Linked DNA regions of Mus musculus: all the other regions are linked to region 1. The links are chromatin contacts, called in public Hi-C, HiChIP or PLAC-seq, Micro-C and promoter capture Hi-C maps. All regions are on one chromosome and are shown on one strand. The core of a region is the stretch at or near the end of the contact, and the rest is flanking DNA. Distances in the headings are between cores, read along the strand shown.

Region 1 (2,872 bases), core at 239-2,738:
TGCCCCCCCCCAACGTTTTAATCGCTCCGAATTCCTTTTTTAAAAGGGAGGGGGAGGGAGGAGATTCCAAGCTGCTCCCCACCCCCATCTTTAGTGAGAGGTAAATATATATGTATATTTTTTTTGAAAAGGAAACATTACACTGAGAAAAGCATCCAGTAACCCCATTAGCTAAAGCTCTTAAGGACAAGCAATACCTTAATGCTGATTAAATCTAAAAGAGATGAATCAAGAGGACTGACCAGAAAGTGACTCCCCTGATAACTAAGGACGGGCCCTCATCAAGTTTCATTTAGAGTTGGAAAAAAAAAAAAAGAAAGCTTTTAAGTTAAATAGGCTTATACTCTAGTAATTACATAGCCAAGCAATTTAGGTCCTGGGATAGTCAGTGAAATAGAAAGCAGAGCTGGCAGCTAGAGGCAAAATCTGCCCCCCTTTAACAACGTCTCTGGTGTTTTTTAATGGAGACCAAGGGAGGGACAAACGTAGCGCTGGCCATTTGTAGTACAAAAATGGATGCTTAATTCATGTCTTGATTTTAATTAGGTGATTCACCGGATTTCTCCTGGATTGGAACAAAAGACTTATAAGCCAAGAGGAATTCTTTTTAAAAGAATCAGCAATGCCAGCTCCTGGTCACTTAGAGCTTTTCGTTCCCTGTTTCAAACAGTGTTGGGGGGGGGGTCTTGACTATCGCCCCCACCCACGCACACACCACTTCTCATCTGAGCAGCCCCTGCCTTTCCTTTAGGAACTGGAACTGCCCCCAGCCCTCTCCAGGGTCCCCACCAGCCCCGTCTCCAAGAAGAACCCTTTTGTAAGCAAGGAACCGCTACAAAGCTGGCGGCCCGGGGCTGCCCTCCTTGCTAGCTCGCAGGCCGGCCTCCGGTAGTTTCAGACTCACGCATTATCTAAGGCGACGTATTGTTTACTTGCAATTTGGGACGGTCAAGGGAAGGAAGCCAAAGAAAACAGCCCCGGCCCCGATCAGTTCCCCCCTCCCTCTCTCCCTCGTCCCCTCCGGGCCCGCGGCGTCCCCAGCCACCCCCTTACCTGCTTCTCCCCTATATTGCAACACTGCGAGAGGCGGCGGCGGCGGCGAAATGCGAGCGGAGCCGCTCGGCTTCCAGGGCAGGGGCGCTGGGGCTGGCGGAGCTGGAGGGAGGGAGGGAGTTCTCGCAGAAGCAGGAAAGGGGAGGAGGGGGCTAAGGGCTGCTTTTTTTTTTTTTTTTTTTTTTAATCGCGTGGCTCTGGGGCGGGTAGAGGGAGCCCCACGCTAAGTGGCAGGCGGCCCGGCGAAGAAGTGTCAAGTCTCAGCCCGAGGGTCCCGGTCCTCAGCCCCCGGCTGCGCGCGAGCAGCTGCAGGCTCCCTCGGCCGGGCCCGCGCGGCGCAGCAGCAGCCACTGCTGCAATCGCGGCTGCAAGTTTGGCAATGTGGCTTCACTTTGTACGCGCCCCCGCCCCCGCCGCGCCCGCGCTCCTCCTCCTCCGCCGCCGCCTTCCTCCCGCCCGCCCGCCCGCTCGGGGCCGCCGGCGGCTCGGCCGAGCTCCCCCCTCCCGCGACCTGCGGCCCGGGAGCGGCGGTGCAGGCTCGGTCCCGCGGCCGGTACGAGGACGCACGGAGTGGGGAGCTGCGGGCCGGCCGGGAGCGCTGGACCGATCGGCTGCCCCGCTGCTGCTGCCCGGCTCGGAGGAGGCGGCGGCGCGGGCCTCTAGCCGGCTCGCTCGCTCCTTCGGCGGCGCTTACACATGTGTTACTGACAGAGCAGAATCCCAACTACTCCCCGGCTCTGCCGCCGACGTCAGCGACCCTCAGCCACTGGGCGGCCGGATTGTTCAGGCGGAATAATAAAACCTGCCAATCCGGGGAAGGACAAAGGGTGACTGAAACGAGACTCGGGGGGCGGGGAGCGAGGCGGGCGGCTGAGCCGGCCGGGCCCGGGAAGGCGGGGGGGGCCCGGGGTCGGGGCACGAGAAGGGACCCGGGTGGCGCGGGGGACGCGGCCAGCGAGCGCGTGCCCAGGCTCAGGACCACACCTGCCTGCCCAGCGCGCGAGGACGCGTGGAGCCCGCCCCCGCAGGGCCTCGGGGATCGCCTTCCCTGGCTCAGAGAACAGACCCTCGGGAAACTTACTTTCCCAGAAATGGGTCTCTTCCTGTTAGGGTAGAGGATTCATTCTGCCGGAGGGAGGTGCAAAAGCGGGTGTTTTGTTTAATTCTTCGGGTTGCAGATTTCAAAACCTTAAGCAAAGTGGGAAGTAGTTCCTACCTAAGTACTGCCAGCTTAACCCCATCTTGCTCCCATTAACCCCAGTGTAAACTGGAAGGAGGAGGCATTTCATAGATGCTTGTCAGTTGCTGGTGAATGCAAATCACACCCTGGTTTTCAGAGATGAAGGAAACTTTATGGGCAAAGCTTTTTGCTCACCATTCTGCTTCAGTGTAGAGGGTGTGATGCTAGCTCCCTCGTAGCCCCCTAAAGCGATGCGAGCATTTGCCAGACCTGCTGCTAGCTCACGACCCTGAAAAAAGACTAGTCGTTTCTTGTACAAACCAAGATTTGAGGAATGCTAGCTAGCTTCAGAGCCTCTTTCCAGGGCCAGAGCTCAGCCTGGATCCTTGAACATCAAGTTATTCAACTTTACTCTGCCAAATAGGTTTAATAAATCTCCGATCTGAGGTTAATACTAGGGTTGATTATTAATAGTAAGTTCCAGAGAGATTTTTCTGTTGGAAATTATCATGGAAGTGCAAAGCTGTACTGCTAAGTATCATTAACTAAAACCAGTCTTGTGGGAGAAGCTTGGAAGAAAGGAAGTTGAAGAAAAATCAGGCAAAAAATCTACAGTCCTAGCAGCTGTGTGCAGAATTT
Region 2 (2,872 bases), core at 133-2,632, 1.5 Mb before region 1:
CAGAAACTAGGAACACAGTGGTCATGAAACATACCCTGTGTTTTGAAATAAGAAACTAGCAGCTTACTGTAATGGTTGTATGTGAAAAGGAGAAGAGAGAGAAAGGAAAGGGACACCGAGCAGCCACTTAGCCTCAAAAACCTTGAGAACGAACTGCGATGTTCCCCAATTCAACCTCAGCAATATCAACAGAACACCGACTGCAGATAAAGCCATTCCAGATCGTCATGAGTTTTAGGTCCAAAGGGGAAAACTCCAAGAATCCCGAATATGGACAGACCCGCTGACTGGGTTCAAAATGAAGGCTTGCCTCACCTCAAGCTCCACTGTAGAATTTCAGGGAGAGACAAAAGTTCACCCTCATCCTTAAGGACCTCTGAAACCTTCTGTCTGCCAGGAAAATCCACTTGCCTATTAAGATACAAAGTGCCTACCAAAGCCACAGAGCTCTCAAGCCCTCCTCCCCTTCTATTCTAAACTTCCAGGCTGTTCCAATTCACAGGACAAACACACACACACACACACACACACACACACACACACACACACACACCTGAAGCTGCAGCCACCGGTTTTTCTTTATAACTCGCAAGGTTTTTCCTGCTATTCCCTCTGCTCTGGAGAGACAGCCCTTGCCAGTCTGCCTCTCTGCTCTCTTCCCATAACTGCTTTGGACTTTCCCCAAATCCTCTAGTTATTCTCTCTCTCCTATATCTTAGGTAAACATCTTCTTCCCACCATGGGTCGGTCAGTTCAGCAGCCTGCCTGTGCCCTTGCTTACAATGAGCACCTTTAATGTTCGTAACAAAATACAGAAGCGCTTGGCTCACTGTGGCAAGGTCAGTGCATCCAACCAAATCCGCTTTTGTTCCTTCCTACAGGCGTGAGTACAGCGTTCAGCCGCTCTCGTGAACTACAACACCTCGACTCCTTTAAACGCAAGAGGAAGAAAATCTAACCCCCAAGCTGTGCTCTTAACAGCTTGTCCTCCCGCTTCAGTGTCACTTCCTCCGCCTTTTAGGTCCTGCATCACTTTACAGTTCCGAAGGAAAGATTCCCTCTCCCTCCTCTCTCCCCATCAGAGGGAACACATAGACAACTACACAGGCCGGCCTCTCAAGCATTTTCAAGTCTTTCTCCTAGAACCTGCTTCGAATCCACGCAGCGGAGATTTAAAAACAGTTCTGCTCCAAACAGTCGCACACTTCCACTTTTTCCTGGATACTCAGCCAAGGCCACGCCCTGTCCCCTAGCCTGGGAGCTTCTTGTGCACTCTCACAGGGCGCGCCACGATTGGAGAAATCCGTAACCAATCTGTAGCCTTAGCCCTGATACCGGAGCCAATCCCTGGTCAGAGCCACGAACCGCCTCCACCCCGCCTCCTCTACAATCAGGAGGGTTCCTGCTGCACTCTGCTTCTGGATCCCCGAGTGCATTCCGCCAGGAACCCCGGCGACACCTAGCGACCTCCGGACTAAGGCCAGGGACGCATTGGAACCAGGAGAACGATGTAAGCGGGCGGGACGTAGTGAGCGGTGACTCGGCCCGGGGCATACAGAGTTTGCGGAGCCGGGAGCCAAAGGGAGGTCGGCGGGCAGGAGAAGCGCCCGTACTAGGCACATGGTCGGACCACAGCGGAGACTGTGGGATTTATCTTGGGGTTGACAGGCTTTTCTTTGGAGAAAAGTCCACCCTTGTCCCTTTTACTCTTGATTGTGTAGTCTGGGTGTTTAGAACGCACCTTTGCAAGGGCAATACTGACTTCAGTTCATCCGTGAAAGATGTTTGTGTTTGTTTCTTGAGACAGTCTCTTCTTCTGGAAGTAGTTTTGTGGCAAAGGAACTTTTTAATCCTCCTATCTCCACTCCCACACACCCGACCCACACACCCAGTGCTAAGATTAGAGGTGTGCGCCACCGCTGCTGGTTTTATTCGGTGCCTAGGTTGGAACCCAGAGCTTCATCCCTACTAACTGAGCTACCTCCCTAGCCCAGATAAGGCGAAAGTTCAGGGTTGGAAAAGCAGTTAAACCAGAAGCTTGAGATTATCTTTTCGGAGCTTTGCAAAAGACAAAAGCAGTCTTAATTGGTGGTGTCTGAAGGTCAAGCATTCTTGTAGATCTGAGCCGCTCGCCCCTAAGCACCTCCATTCAGTGTTCCACCTATGGGCTGCTGGGTAGGTAGGTGGCACACGGGAAGCTTGCTCAGGGCTGCAGCCAGCCAGCCTGTAAATCTGTTCAACTTTTGCCTGTGTGCGGTACCCTAATTTCGGCATCAGGTGACCATACCGCTTCCCTTGTGAGAGAATCTCACTTTCACGCGGCCTTAAAGCCCGTTTTGAATGGTGCCTCTTAACTCTTATGCTGATAATGCCTCTTAACACTTATGCTGATAAACTTGACTGTGTTTTTTATTCATGCTTCACCTCTTCATATGGCCTTGAATGCCTCTGTACTTTGAAAGCTAGAACCCTGTTCACCTCGCTCTGTTGCAATTAGCGAACTTTATAAACACTCTAGAACCCGGCTAACAGGTATGGCATGTGGTGAAAATAAAGGGAGCAGTGTTATTTATCAAGAGGCTGTCTCTGATAAATCTTTCTTGAGCTTTTAGGTAACCTGAAGGTTCCTGACGTTTTCAGATTGCTAACACAACTATTCTTTATGTCTGTATACCTCCTATGGGTCAGATTTGTAACTTGGTAGTTTGAGTGGTAAATTCAGAGCACTAAACTTTAACCATGTTTAAACTGAGTTGTGAATGCTTTGCCTACCTTTGAGATTTGCGTTTTTCCTTCAACTTTTAACCTCTAGGTTGCCCACGGTCTTCCAGTTCTGAATCAGTCCACCCTAGAGATGATAAAATGGTAGTTT
Region 3 (2,872 bases), core at 194-2,693, 1.4 Mb after region 1:
TCTTCAGTGAGCTGCCTTTTCCAATTGCGATTAACTCATTGTTTCTCGTTAACTCCACCTCCGAGGCATCGAGTCCGAGGAGGTCATCCTGGTCGTCCAGGGAGTCCTTAATGCTGTCTTCATCACAAACCCACTCTTCACAGCACTGCCCGCTGACTTTCACCAGCCGGGGGTTGGGACAGCCCAGATTGGGGAGAGACAGTTCTTGGGGACACAGAGGAATGCAGCCCACGGCGCCATCAATACATGTGCACTGGTGTTTACAGTTGGGCTGGAAGCTTTCCCCGTTTTGGTAGATTCTGGAGTTATATTCACAGGGTCTGCCTTCTGACTGAGCTGCAAAGACGACCAAAAGAGAGAGAGGAGAAGGTTAAGATTCGCCGCCACAGGCTGAAACTCATACATATTTTCCGCTGTTCAATTCAATGTATGGTAAAGTTCCCTACAGTTCCCCCGAGACTCCAGAGCTGAACAATAAGTTAGTCAGGAATCACTTTTCCGTATGCGCTTTTCGTTGGGCCCAGACACTCTGAATTGCATTCCAGACTGCTGAAATCATGTGCCTTTCTGCCAAGCTACCATCAACAAAGCGTCCACCATACATGGTCTCAAAATTACTAAACTTCTGGACTATGGGGACTATTATTTTTTTTAAAGGGGCCAAACCACAAGCCTCTTACCTCTGCAGATCCCTTTCAGAGCGGTGGAGCTGGCGCCGAAATTGCATTCCAACCCCTTGGTGTGGTCGCAGGGCTGAGTTTTGCTGCAGTCCTCGTTGAGTTGTTTAGCGCAGACCTTACAGCAGCCGCAGCCGTCCCGGACCAACCCGACTCCCGGGGCGCACTTGGGTGCCTCCAGAGGGCAGTGGCAGGCGGCGGGGCAGGTGGAGAGCGCCTGCAAGAGGGAGAAGCGCGTGAGATTGCTTTGCATTGCTCGGGGAGGCACGTAAACTGCCCTGAGCCTAGGTCTGGCTGTGGGGCTCCGTCCACCAGAAGTGTCTCGATCGCGTCCCGGCAGCCTGACCACCCCAGCGGCTGCGTCCCAGGAAGAGGCCCCCTGGGCATAAAGCAACAGCTACCTCCGAACTTTTCAGTCTAACTTTCCCTGCGGTGAAAGATCATGGCCCGGGGAAAGGAATCGATGAGGGCAGACCGGGAAGCAGTGGTTAAAAAAAAAAATCCAACTCACCAGTCTGGTCAAGTGGAGAAGGGTGACGGCGACAGCGAGCGTCCTGAAGGTGCTGGAGCTCATTGTGGCGCGCAGGAGGAACCGGGGCGAGCGCGGCGACACAGAACCAACAAGCCGGCGAGCAGCGGGATCAAATGCGCCCGGAGTGCGGTGAGGCGAGGGCCGAGGCGGCGGGTGTCCTTCTCTCGAGGTGCTGGCGGAGGAGGCGCAGAGATTGCAGGCGCTTCTCTGGGGCGCTCTCGCTCACGGTCTGCCCCAGCGCCGGGAGCCCGCCCTTTATAATGCCTGCCTAGGCGCCGCGTGTTGCAGTGACGTAGCTCTGTCGGCGCGTTCTAGAATTCTCAAACATCTCAGGAATGTTGGTTGGCGCGGGCTGCTGCCAAGCACCTCCCCTGGCTCCGTTGCACCTTTTCCCCCCTCTTCTCAGATCCATCAGAGAGAAAAAAAAGTTCGTTTTTTTCCACTTTAAATAACAACTTCCTTTGGGGAGGGCGGGATGCTTGGGGCGCGAGGGTGATGATTTTGATTGAAGAGGGTATATGGGGGGGGGGGGCGTGGTGTATGTGTTGGTGTGAACCCTTCAGATCTTTGCCTAGACATGGGAGGGCGGGAGACAGAGGAACAAAAGTGGTTTTGTTTGGTGATGCCTACCGGGAAAGGCAGCGAGCTGTTTGCTTGTTTACAACCAAGGTGAGAGTAAAGTTATCTACTGAGAGTCCAAAGGGGAGGGGGAGTTGGTTTCTAAGCCAGGGATCTATTTGTGGACTTCAAAGAGGCATGCTCGGATCAAGTCCCAAAGCTTTGGCATGATGTTTATTAGCCAAGAGAAGTGTATTGCAAATTAATACCCGGAGTGGCATTTATGAATGGGGGGGGGGAGGGAAGCTTCCCTCTTCGCTGGCATATTTCCAGCCAGAGGTCTTCCCTCATCCCTCCCCCTTTTTTTTGGTATGTTGTACTTGTTTGTTTTTGGAGGTTCCCAGTTTTAGTTCCAGCCCACTGCCTGCATTGGAAATCCAAGAGGAAACGAGTGCAGAGTTCTCCCGGAGCCTGACGTCCACTTCCTCACGGATGCCGGAGGCCGGGTCAACCCTCCTGGCCTCTCTCCCTGGACTGGCGGCGGTGGAAACTGAGCAGCCAAAGCAGAAGCGGAGGAGACCACCGTGGAGTGACTTGTCCTGAAATCACCAGGTGCAAAAGCTACCGGGACAAAACAGATTCTAACAGGACCATTGTGCCCTGTGGATAGCTGGAAAAAAGACTCGGGGTGTTTGCAGACACCCTCCCCCACCGCCCCCTATGTGTCTCGCTGTGTGTATTTGTTTGCCCCCCCCCCGTGTGTGTGAGTGTGTGTGTGTGTGTGTGTGTGTGTGTGTGTGTGTCTGGGCCCGTCCATGTGTTTAACTCCTTTGTTTTGGATCACTTAGAAGCCTTCTTTTTCAAGGGTAGTGCAGTGGCTCCCTCCAAGTTCCGAGACATGAGGGATTTAGAAGGCAACACTGTAATAGAGGAAGTTGGGTTTTAAGATCTTATTAAACATACAACTGAAGACACCCCTCCCACACAAGACCCTATTTGGGGTTATTAATGCCATTCATAAACTGGGATAGCTTTTCTTCATTTTTAATATTTAGGGCCTCTCTGCCTTTGCAGCTTCGCGATCTTGCTTAAGAGAGCCTCCTGC
Region 4 (2,872 bases), core at 264-2,763, 1.3 Mb before region 1:
GGGCTCCATCTCACTGATAGAGAAAAGCAACCAAATCCTTCTCAAGGCTCCATTTCCTTGAGGACTTGGGCTAATATATCTATCATAAAATGTTTTTCCTCATCTCATATCTCTCTTTGACTAATCTCCTTTGAAACTTAGAGAGAGAAAAAAAATCTTTTCTTTATCTCTGTTTTCTTACATGCTTTCATTGTTCAGTCTGGCTTCTCTCTATCCTTTTCCTAAAACTGCCTTTGCAAAGATCAATAGTGACTCCCTTTGCTGTTAAATCCAAAGGATAATTTTCAGCTTCTTCATCTTACTTGATCTGTCTGTAGCACTGGACTCTGACCCTAGCTTGTTTCTTCAAACATTGTCTTGCCCTGACTTTTAGACTATGGACTCTCTTGGTGGTTTTTCTTTTTTCTCATGCTATTATAACGGTTCTCAGGAACTTTATGTATGTTGTAAATATTGATGTTTCCCAGGGTTGTCTCTTCATCCCTCTCCCCTTGATTCTCCCTTTCTCTGTATAAATTACCCCTGGGAAATCTTAACCATTCATATACATAGCCTTAGAATCTAGTAACTTTCTAAACTATATTTTAAAGCTAGCTCTTGAATACTTGAAATGTTAAGATTACAAAGCTCAATCTGCTTTCTGGATAGTTCTTCTGTCTTCTATATCCCGGAGGCTGCTGAAACCCAACGTGTCTAAAATTGGACTTCAGGGTCTCTTACCATTTGCATCCGAGCCTGCTTCTGCCTTCTCACCTCAATGATACCTTCGCTCTCAGGTCAGAAACTGAGTGCTATCCTTACTCTCTACCTCAGGGCCTGAAAGGCGAGTGAACTCACCCTACTTTCCCCAAGTTTTCTTAGCTGAGCATGGAGAGCTGCAATACATGGAGTCTGTTGGTCCAAGAAAGCCAGAATGTTTTGCTCATAATCCCTTCTCTCTGCAAATATGATATTGAATACAATATCATTTTATATATTGTGTATGTATTTTATACATGTTTACTTCTGTGGTCCTGGAGATCGAACCCTGGGCCTGCGGGCCTGCTCATAATAGGTGAGAACTCCATCAAAGAGTGGTAACCAGCGAGGATGTGAATGTCTCGGTAACCCCTCAGCTCTAATAACATCAGAACACTGGGCCGTATCTAACCAACGGAGACCTTTTAGTGCTAGCTTTTCCAAGTGTCTCCATGGTGTGTTCCTCTCATCCTCTCTGTCTCCACAGCTCACCAGTTCATGCCTCTCGCTTCTCTCCTGGAATGCTGCAAAGCTTCTCACTTCCCTTCCATCTCTTCATTGCCTCCTCAGCCTGTTCTCTTAATTGCTGCCAAAGTAATTATTTCAAATTTTAACCCGATGATGTCATTCCTCTTCTCAAATCTTCTTAACTGTTGCCCATTTGCACTAAGAGAAGTTGCGTAATGTTTCAGACTCCTCTCATGGCCCCTCCTAAGATTACCCTGTTCCTTCACCAGAACTATTTGTCTCTATTTCACTTTCTCAATACACCATGTCAGCCAGACAGCAGCAGACGTCTTCCACAGAGCAGCCCTGGTTGTAATTTTCTGCCCTCACGGACATAGAACTAACTTCTCCTGCATGGCTTCATTCTTTCCCTCTCACTCTCAAGTTGACTTTTGTGAGGGCCTAAGTGAGAGTCACAGGCTCCACAGGGAAGAGGACAGGGCTAGCCTTCCACATGGTACAGTAACAAGCACTCCATACTTTCTGCTACTGTTGTTGTTGTTGTCCCTTTTTAGCCGTGGTGCTCCAGGGATGATTGCATTTGTCTTCATCCCCCCACCCCCATCTCCCCACGAATACTTTTCCTGAATCCACCCTTCCTCCCACCCCAGGCTCTGCATATTCATCTCTTTCTTATACTGAGCAATTTGGCTCTACCCAACTCCATGAAAGGGCTCAAGAAAACAAAGTGTTCTTTTGTTTCTGAATGTAGTTCTTGCTCAATAACCATCATTTTTAGTTTGAACATGTCCCTTGAGGTCCTCATCCCAAGTAGCTCATTAGAAACATCTCTTTGAAAGTATGGAAACACTCTTACAAGAATATCACACAAGCCTCCAAGACAGTAGAAATGCCTCCCTGCTAGGTCCCAGGCACACTGGCTCTCCTCCCGTGCCTGTCATATTCCTTGTTCTCTCTTATTGCATGTGTGTATAAGCTGCCAACTTCCCCTGGAACGCTTTGAAGATAGCCAGTGTTAGCTACAGTTCATGGACTTGACTCGGACAAAACCAAAACAAAGCAAAATAAAACTCTCCCTAATTATATCATGACTGAATTCAGCAGCGTCACAGGATAAAGTTCACTGCATTGGTCTCCAGGGGATTAGAGAGAAAACAATTTCAGCTTCTAAAAGTGCTTCTCAGGGCTTCCAGTGAAGGCTTGTATGGGACATGAAAGGACTCCAGGAATTAAACAGCTTTCAGCTTGGTTCTAAATTCAGGAATTAATATAATTAATCAAAGCTGCAGCTCACAGTTCCTTTGAAAACAATATGCAGAGTACGTGGCCTCTTCACGAAGTCCACACAATCTTATTAGTTTGAAAGTCAGTCATATCCAATTAGCCCGCTGATTTTTTTAAAAAAGGAGTATTTTTATTAATTCTCTGAGAACTCCATGTTATGTATTTTGCTCACACTCTCTCACCCTGTAACTCCTCCAAGACCCACACCCACTTCTACCCATGTAACTGCATGTTCTTAAAAAACAGAAAAACACTGTAACAGCCTCAAATTCAATTTGTATTGTTCAAATACTCTAGGGTATGGGGACCTGCTCTTGAGTGTTGTGGATCCACCAAGGCTCATCCCCTAAAGGGAAACTGATTCTTTCTCCCCCACACTCCT
Region 5 (2,872 bases), core at 131-2,630, 1.0 Mb before region 1:
GTGCTTGGAAGAGCCTCTGGCTGTACAGATTAAGTATCTCCAGTCCTGGTTGAGGGAGCTTGGGGACCCCCTGGCCATAAGGATCATTTAGATTACTGGCCACCTCCAGTCTGGTTGTGGGAGCTTGATGTGGCCTGGCCCTACTGATAACCCAGACCACCAGGCTATTAATCACTTCCTGTTCTCAGCTTTCTGGAAGAACAGGTTTCCTTTTTCCTTTCCTTTCCTTTCCTTTCCTTTCCTTTCCTTTCCTTTCCTTTCCTTTCCTTTCCTTTCCTTTCCTTCCCTTCCCTTCCCTTCCCTTCCCTTCCCTTCCCTTCCCTTCCCTTCCTCTCCCTCCCTCCTTCTTTTCTTTAAACATTTTTTCCTATTAGAAAGATAATCCCGTGTGCTTAACCTTGCTGGTCTCTCTACAGATCTGTGTGGCAAAGATCTTCCTGCTGTGTTCTCTGTGTATCTGTGTGTACTTGGTGCCCATGAAGAACAGAAGAAGGTATCAGATTCCTCAGAACTGGAGTTACAAGTTGTTGTGAGCTGGCATATGTGTGCTCTGAATCAAATCTGGATCATCGGCTCCACGAGTGAAAATTTCAAAGAATCAATAAACTTTTTAAAGTCAAGTTTAATTAAAGTAAAAAAAAAAAAAAAAAAAAAAAAAGAAAGCCAACCCCAAACCCCACAGTACTCTATATAAGAAAGTGGCAAAGCTGAACTACTTGGAGGAACATTGGGGTAAAAAGCTGTAATTCTTTTGTTAGTTAAAGTACTTTACAGATAGTGACATTGTAAACCCAGAATGCAGTGTTTGTTTGTTTGTTTGTTTGTCTTTTGTTGCTTGGTTTTTGTTTTTGTTTTTTCAGAATCATAGATTGCATCAGTGTCGGACTTCAGTCCTCATCTTTGTCTTTGATTCATGGCATTCATGTCTAGCAAGACAACTGCGCCTTTCCTCTATCTGACTGGGATGATTTATTTGCATGTACTAACCCTGTATGTGAAAATGAAAAGAAAAGTTTATGTAGCCATCTTTGAAGATAGAAAAAAAATTGTGCAAGTTCTTATATTTAAGACTATTGCTTGTTGGAATTAATGTCACAAACATCAGAACACCTAATGATTCAAAACTTTACGGTGAATATTTTCTTTTCGGTTTCCCCACACTGTCGTCTGTTTTGCCCTGCTGAGATAGTACACACTCACACCCACAGACCTACTTCCTGACTATTTTTACATAACACTGGTTCACCTACTTGGGAAAGACTCCCCTCTTCGTACCAATGGGGAAAGTAAATTTGTGGAGGAAGTCCTCACCGTCCCCCAGAATCCCTGAGCAGTGTCTGGCCACTCTTATCCGGAGAGCAGATGTCACAGTAGGGATGTTACTTTGCGCTGCAGATGTGAACACAATGGGGATAATTGGAGCCCAGAGTGCCAGGAGCCACATGCTATTCCACAACCACCAACTGCAAAATGCCTGTGACTGTTTCAATGGCAGCAGGGTCAAAGCCTTACTCATGCGTCTGACCCACTGAATTCTTTTGTTTTGGCTCATTGTAAAGGGAACCACAACCTTAGATGACAGTCTGCTGAATTCTTACTCTATTTGCATAAACGGGAGAGGTATGAGTCATACAGATAGCATCCAAAACAGAATCAAGGAAGCAACTTTTCAATTTAAGCGAGTTTGTAAACAAGACCTGTTAGTTGAAGGAATCTGCTGCACTGTCTACACTTTATGCTATTAGTCTTCCAGATTCTCACAAGGGAGCTGGTTCTAGTATTTTGATCAGGGTTTCTGCACATTGGGGAAAAAAGATCACACCTTTGTGGGAGCTATTGTACACTGGTTCTGTTTTGACACTAATTTCAAGAGACTTCAAATGTCCCCAAAAACCAAGAGTCCAAAGCATGTCTAGGTAGAACTTCAGCTGATGTCTGTCTCGGGATGGACCTGGTGCGTTCCTGAACCAACTCTGGTAATTTCCCCAACTTTGGAATCATGAATTCCATGGGCATGTTCGGTAACTAGCAGAATTCACCTTGTGCCTTTGGAACATCTTGGTCAGGTGACTGAGTGAGTAAAATTATTTTAGTGTCAGTCTGATGATGAGAGTTCCAGCCCTGAATCTAACGAGGTGGCAGGAGAGAACTGACTCCCGAGAGTTGTTCTCTGACTGCCGCAGGTACACCATAGCATGAACACACTTCACACACACACCCATCACACACACACACACACACACACACACACACACACACACACACACACACACGGTACTGTTTGTCCTGTTTAGGACAATGTAGATGTATCGGTGAACTATGCTTTATACCAAAGCCTAGCAAGTAAGGGATTCAGCACCTAACAAGCTGATCGATCCATTAAGTTCCACCCAACAACTGATCAATGCAGTGGAAGAAAATTAGTTTAGTTGATTATTTATTTACACTACATTTTCTTTCAGAAATCATTTCTTATGGCTAATAAGGGCATGTAAAATATGATAAATTAGCTGACTACTGAAGAGGGTAAAAGGAAGTGAAGCTGAGATAATCTAAATGATGATATGGTGCTCCGGGGGAGGTGCTCCAGGGCGAGGAAGGCTGAGCACAGGTTTTCTGTTTCCTATTATCAGAGCACTTTCACAGTTACTGTGAAAAACAGACATTTTTTTCCCCACACAAAACTTAGATATGAATTTATTCTAAGTGAAAACCAGTTAACTTTTGTTTTTGATGGCTCAACTAACTTGATGAAACCTTTCAGTTTTAACTCAATTTTACCAGTGTTTTAGAATGACAGAAAAGTTGTGGTTCTAGAGACACAGCCAGATTGAAAATTCAACTTAAATTTGTTGGTTCCATGATCTGGATC
Region 6 (2,872 bases), core at 273-2,772, 1.0 Mb before region 1:
CCAATCGTGCTACACTCATAAACCCTTTCCATTTGCCTGGCCTTATTAGGTCTGAAAATTAGCTATTTTAAAACTTGAAATGAGTTTTTTTTAAAAAAAATTTATAAATTAACCATTATATGTTATTTTAGAGAATGCCATGAAAGTATACACACACACACACACACAAACACACAAACACACACACACACACACACAGTGTGTGTGTATCTATACATGTGTGTGTGTATGTGTGTGTGTGATCTTTAAACATAGGAAATAATGGTATTATTGCATTACAGCATCGGTGACTTTGAGAATAAAGAAATTCCATGAAGTCATTCTCTAAAGGGTGGCATCAACCTTTAATTGTTTAAGTGACAATCACAATGGGCCTTCAGCTAGAGTTTATTGTAAACTTTATTGTTGATCTTATTTTGTTTCCACACTGGAGTGAATGTCTATGCCTTCTAGTTTGTTTCTATTTTCTAAATCTGGTGTTATTCAAAAATACAGAACTAAAGTTTGTGGTAAAGAATAAAGACAGTGGTAATAGATTAGGTGGGTGGTCGTCTTCCTTCCCTGTCTTCCTCCCCCTTCCTCCTTCCCTCTGTCCCTCCCTCCGTCCCTTGCTTCCTTTCCTTCTTCCTTCTTTCCTTTCTTTTTTGCAGAGGGTATTTGCCCTCTGCCTTTTGTTGTAGAGATTAGTGTTTCCATTTAAGTATGCTCCAAACTAATAGAAAATTATACTGAAAATATTTTAAAACTGTCTTTAAATATATCTAGCCAAATATAGCCTTTAGATATCACTCCCAAGGGTGTGGTTTTCATGTCTTCAGGCCAAATCTGGGCTATTTTACTTTTAAAAAAGAATCGTTGTACAACTAGAGTATTTTTAAATGTGGCAGAGTTCTGGTATATATATCTGTGCCATTTCAGTAACTATGAAATGCATAATGTCATTAGAATTCTCAGAAGTCAATGATGCTAAAATGCAGTAACACCATTACTTCCTATGTTTAAAGATTACACACACACACACGCACACACACACACACACACACATGCACACACACACATGCACACACACACACACACACACTCACACACACATGCACACACACACACACACACACTCACACACACATGCACACACACACACACACACACTCACACACACACACACACACACACACACACACATGCACACACACACACACACACACACACACACACACACACACACACATGCACACACACACACACACACACACACACACACACACACACACACACACACACACACACACATGCACGCACACACACACACACACATATGTCCTTTATGACATTGTTGAAGATTTGTGACTTGGTCAGGGTGTCCTTTTCTGTCATGTTTTATCAAATGTTCATTTTGAGCCAATGTGAGGAGAACCGCCGAGCTGGTCATTAGTAGATTAGTCGTCACTACAAAGCCCTGTACTGGGGACGAGCTTGTTTTTACTTGCAGGAAGAGAGTTCCTCTCGGAGAGCAATTACAGCTGATTGACGTGTTTTCATGTGCCTCCAGCCCCGTGTTTTCTTTCCCTTGCTCACTAAACAGGCCCAGATCAAGGACTTGGATTTTACTTTTTTTTTTTGCTCTTGTTTCATTGCTATTAACTAAAATCAGGATACCAGAGACACCAGAGAAAAACTTAGAAATCCTGTAAAGTGAGACTTAAAAGAAATGATAAAATATGTATAAAGAGTTGTGCATTTTGTTGCGGTAGGTTGCTAGACTGATTCCGGAGTAGAGGTGCTGAAAGTCAGTTGAAAGGCAAGAAAATGACAGAGTTGGATGTTCTAATAAAGGAAGCAATTTGTACTTTGTGTGCAAATGTAGCTAATGCCTCATTCCTCTAAAGGATTCAGAGTGTGGTGTTACTAGGAAAGAAAAGCTGGGCTGGAAGCTTACATTCTTCTCTCAGACTTGCTTCTAAATTATAAATAATCTTGAACAAGGCATTTTACTTTTGTGGATTTTTTTTTTTTTGACAAACAAGAGAGGATAAAGGTGATGTCTACAGATTCTTTAAACTCACTTTATTATGGCCCAGAAGGAGAAAAAATATGTGGATGGTACCTTATAAGTACCATAAGTCGAAGACATTGCATCAAATCCTGACCCACTGAAGCAGAGATGATACCTCTGTCCTGCAACATTCTCAGGCTATCAGCTTCCTCAGGACCTGAGATTTATCTGACCAGTGTTCCTAAGCCTAAAGATGGCACCTTACCTCCATACAATAGAAGCTCTCTGAAATACTGTAGAAATGAATGATTGGGGCCCTGGAGCGATGGCTCGGCAGGGAGGAGCACTTCCCAGGTTTCCAGAGCCCTTGAGTTCAGTTCCAGGGGATCTGACACCCTCTTCTGGTTGGTGTGGACACTCATCCATGTGGCACAGTCTCACTTACACGCACATATACACATACATAGAAGTTAATTAGGAAAAAGAAATGAGTGGTTGAGTATGTTTATGGATTATGCCTTTGTCGTTGAGCACATGCTTCTACTTGATTATTACGTCAAAGAGTAACACATTTCCCTCAATAAATGCTTAAGGATATGGGACTTAGATATCCCATGGCTCCCAACGATCCGTGTTGGACAGATCATGGCTTCTCAGTTTCAGCTCTTCTTTTCAGGGCAACCTCCAGAGCAGAAGATGCTAGTGTGAGGGAGGAGGCACTTCCTGGCTTTCTGGTCCTGTATTCATCCTGTCTCCCCCTCCCTTTCATTCTCTACATCTCATATTGAGGATTACAATGGGAGGGGCTATCTGAAAGTACTTTAGTCTCTTCAAGACAGACCCTCTCAAACAGGAATTGTTTATATTGTACCTTGCATG

Evidence for each region. Promoter capture Hi-C pulls out the DNA fragments that hold promoters and counts their contacts. Hi-C and Micro-C count contacts between places; a contact is called where the count stands out from the background. HiChIP or PLAC-seq counts read pairs in DNA pulled down with a chosen protein or histone mark.
Region 2: a contact with region 1 is called in a promoter capture Hi-C map of the SN4741 cell line, with 7 times the contacts expected there. The contact joins the promoter of Kyat3 here to the promoter of Lmo4 in region 1. A contact is called at or near these places in 11 of 39 promoter capture datasets (the 3T3-L1 cell line, the C10 cell line, the SN4741 cell line and 6 more), 2 of 484 Hi-C or Micro-C datasets (B cells and uterus), 4 of 115 datasets of contacts at active chromatin or transcription factors (astrocytes, embryonic stem cells and stem cell-derived neural progenitor cells) and 1 of 9 other capture datasets (liver).
Region 3: a contact with region 1 is called in a Micro-C map of embryonic stem cells, with 6 times the contacts expected there. The contact joins the promoter of Ccn1 here to the promoter of Lmo4 in region 1. A contact is called at or near these places in 1 of 39 promoter capture datasets (liver) and 1 of 484 Hi-C or Micro-C datasets (embryonic stem cells).
Region 4: a Hi-C map of uterus shows a contact between it and region 1, with 2.5 times the contacts expected there. The contact joins the enhancer-like site here to the promoter of Lmo4 in region 1. A contact is called at or near these places in 8 of 39 promoter capture datasets (3T3-L1-derived adipocytes, the C10 cell line, embryonic stem cells and 4 more), 1 of 15 datasets of contacts at CTCF or cohesin (large pre-B cells), 2 of 484 Hi-C or Micro-C datasets (myocytes and uterus) and 9 of 115 datasets of contacts at active chromatin or transcription factors (acute myeloid leukemia, astrocytes, embryonic forebrain and 6 more).
Region 5: an H3K27ac HiChIP or PLAC-seq map of embryonic stem cells shows a contact between it and region 1, with 5 times the contacts expected there. The contact joins the enhancer-like site here to the promoter of Lmo4 in region 1. A contact is called at or near these places in 6 of 39 promoter capture datasets (the 3T3-L1 cell line, the C10 cell line, the SN4741 cell line and 3 more), 1 of 484 Hi-C or Micro-C datasets (muscle stem cells) and 10 of 115 datasets of contacts at active chromatin or transcription factors (craniofacial prominence, embryonic forebrain, embryonic midbrain and 5 more).
Region 6: a contact with region 1 is called in an H3K27ac HiChIP or PLAC-seq map of extraembryonic endoderm stem cells, with 5 times the contacts expected there. The contact joins the enhancer-like site here to the promoter of Lmo4 in region 1. A contact is called at or near these places in 5 of 39 promoter capture datasets (3T3-L1-derived adipocytes, the C10 cell line, cranial neural crest and 2 more), 10 of 115 datasets of contacts at active chromatin or transcription factors (the NIH/3T3 cell line, bone marrow-derived macrophages, craniofacial prominence and 7 more) and 1 of 9 other capture datasets (embryonic stem cells).

The regions. Positions count from the first base shown.
Region 1 is chr3:144,203,767-144,206,638 of GRCm38.p6, forward strand. It overlaps Lmo4 (LIM domain only 4), which reads right to left and starts at 1,489. Exons shown (of 5, transcript NM_010723.3): 1 at 1,054-1,489.
Region 2 is chr3:142,699,666-142,702,537 of GRCm38.p6, forward strand. It overlaps Kyat3 (kynurenine aminotransferase 3), which reads left to right and starts at 1,383. Exons shown (of 14, transcript NM_001293560.1): 1 at 1,383-1,510.
Region 3 is chr3:145,648,542-145,651,413 of GRCm38.p6, forward strand. Ccn1 (cellular communication network factor 1) reads right to left here and starts at 1,444. Exons shown (of 5, transcript NM_010516.2): 1 at 1,189-1,444; 2 at 681-894; 3 at 1-336. The coding sequence starts at 1,251. Gm17501 (a long non-coding RNA gene) reads left to right here and starts at 1,536. Exons shown (of 3, transcript XR_003954574.1): 1 at 1,536-2,379; 2 at 2,842-2,872.
Region 4 is chr3:142,939,633-142,942,504 of GRCm38.p6, forward strand. No RefSeq gene overlaps it. Among named protein-coding and RNA genes, the nearest start is that of Gm33289, 29 kb to the right of the region's middle. Within about 2 kb of position 1,514, at least 27 of the 459 cell types and tissues checked have an H3K27ac peak or open chromatin away from gene starts, as enhancers often do. A contact at or near this core is called in astrocytes and uterus, where this site is marked.
Region 5 is chr3:143,157,256-143,160,127 of GRCm38.p6, forward strand. No RefSeq gene overlaps it. Among named protein-coding and RNA genes, the nearest start is that of A830019L24Rik, 84 kb to the right of the region's middle. Within about 2 kb of position 1,381, at least 46 of the 459 cell types and tissues checked have an H3K27ac peak or open chromatin away from gene starts, as enhancers often do. A contact at or near this core is called in the SN4741 cell line, embryonic stem cells, muscle stem cells and 1 more, where this site is marked.
Region 6 is chr3:143,187,624-143,190,495 of GRCm38.p6, forward strand. No RefSeq gene overlaps it. Among named protein-coding and RNA genes, the nearest start is that of A830019L24Rik, 54 kb to the right of the region's middle. Within about 2 kb of position 1,523, at least 5 of the 459 cell types and tissues checked have an H3K27ac peak or open chromatin away from gene starts, as enhancers often do. A contact at or near this core is called in craniofacial prominence and extraembryonic endoderm stem cells, where this site is marked.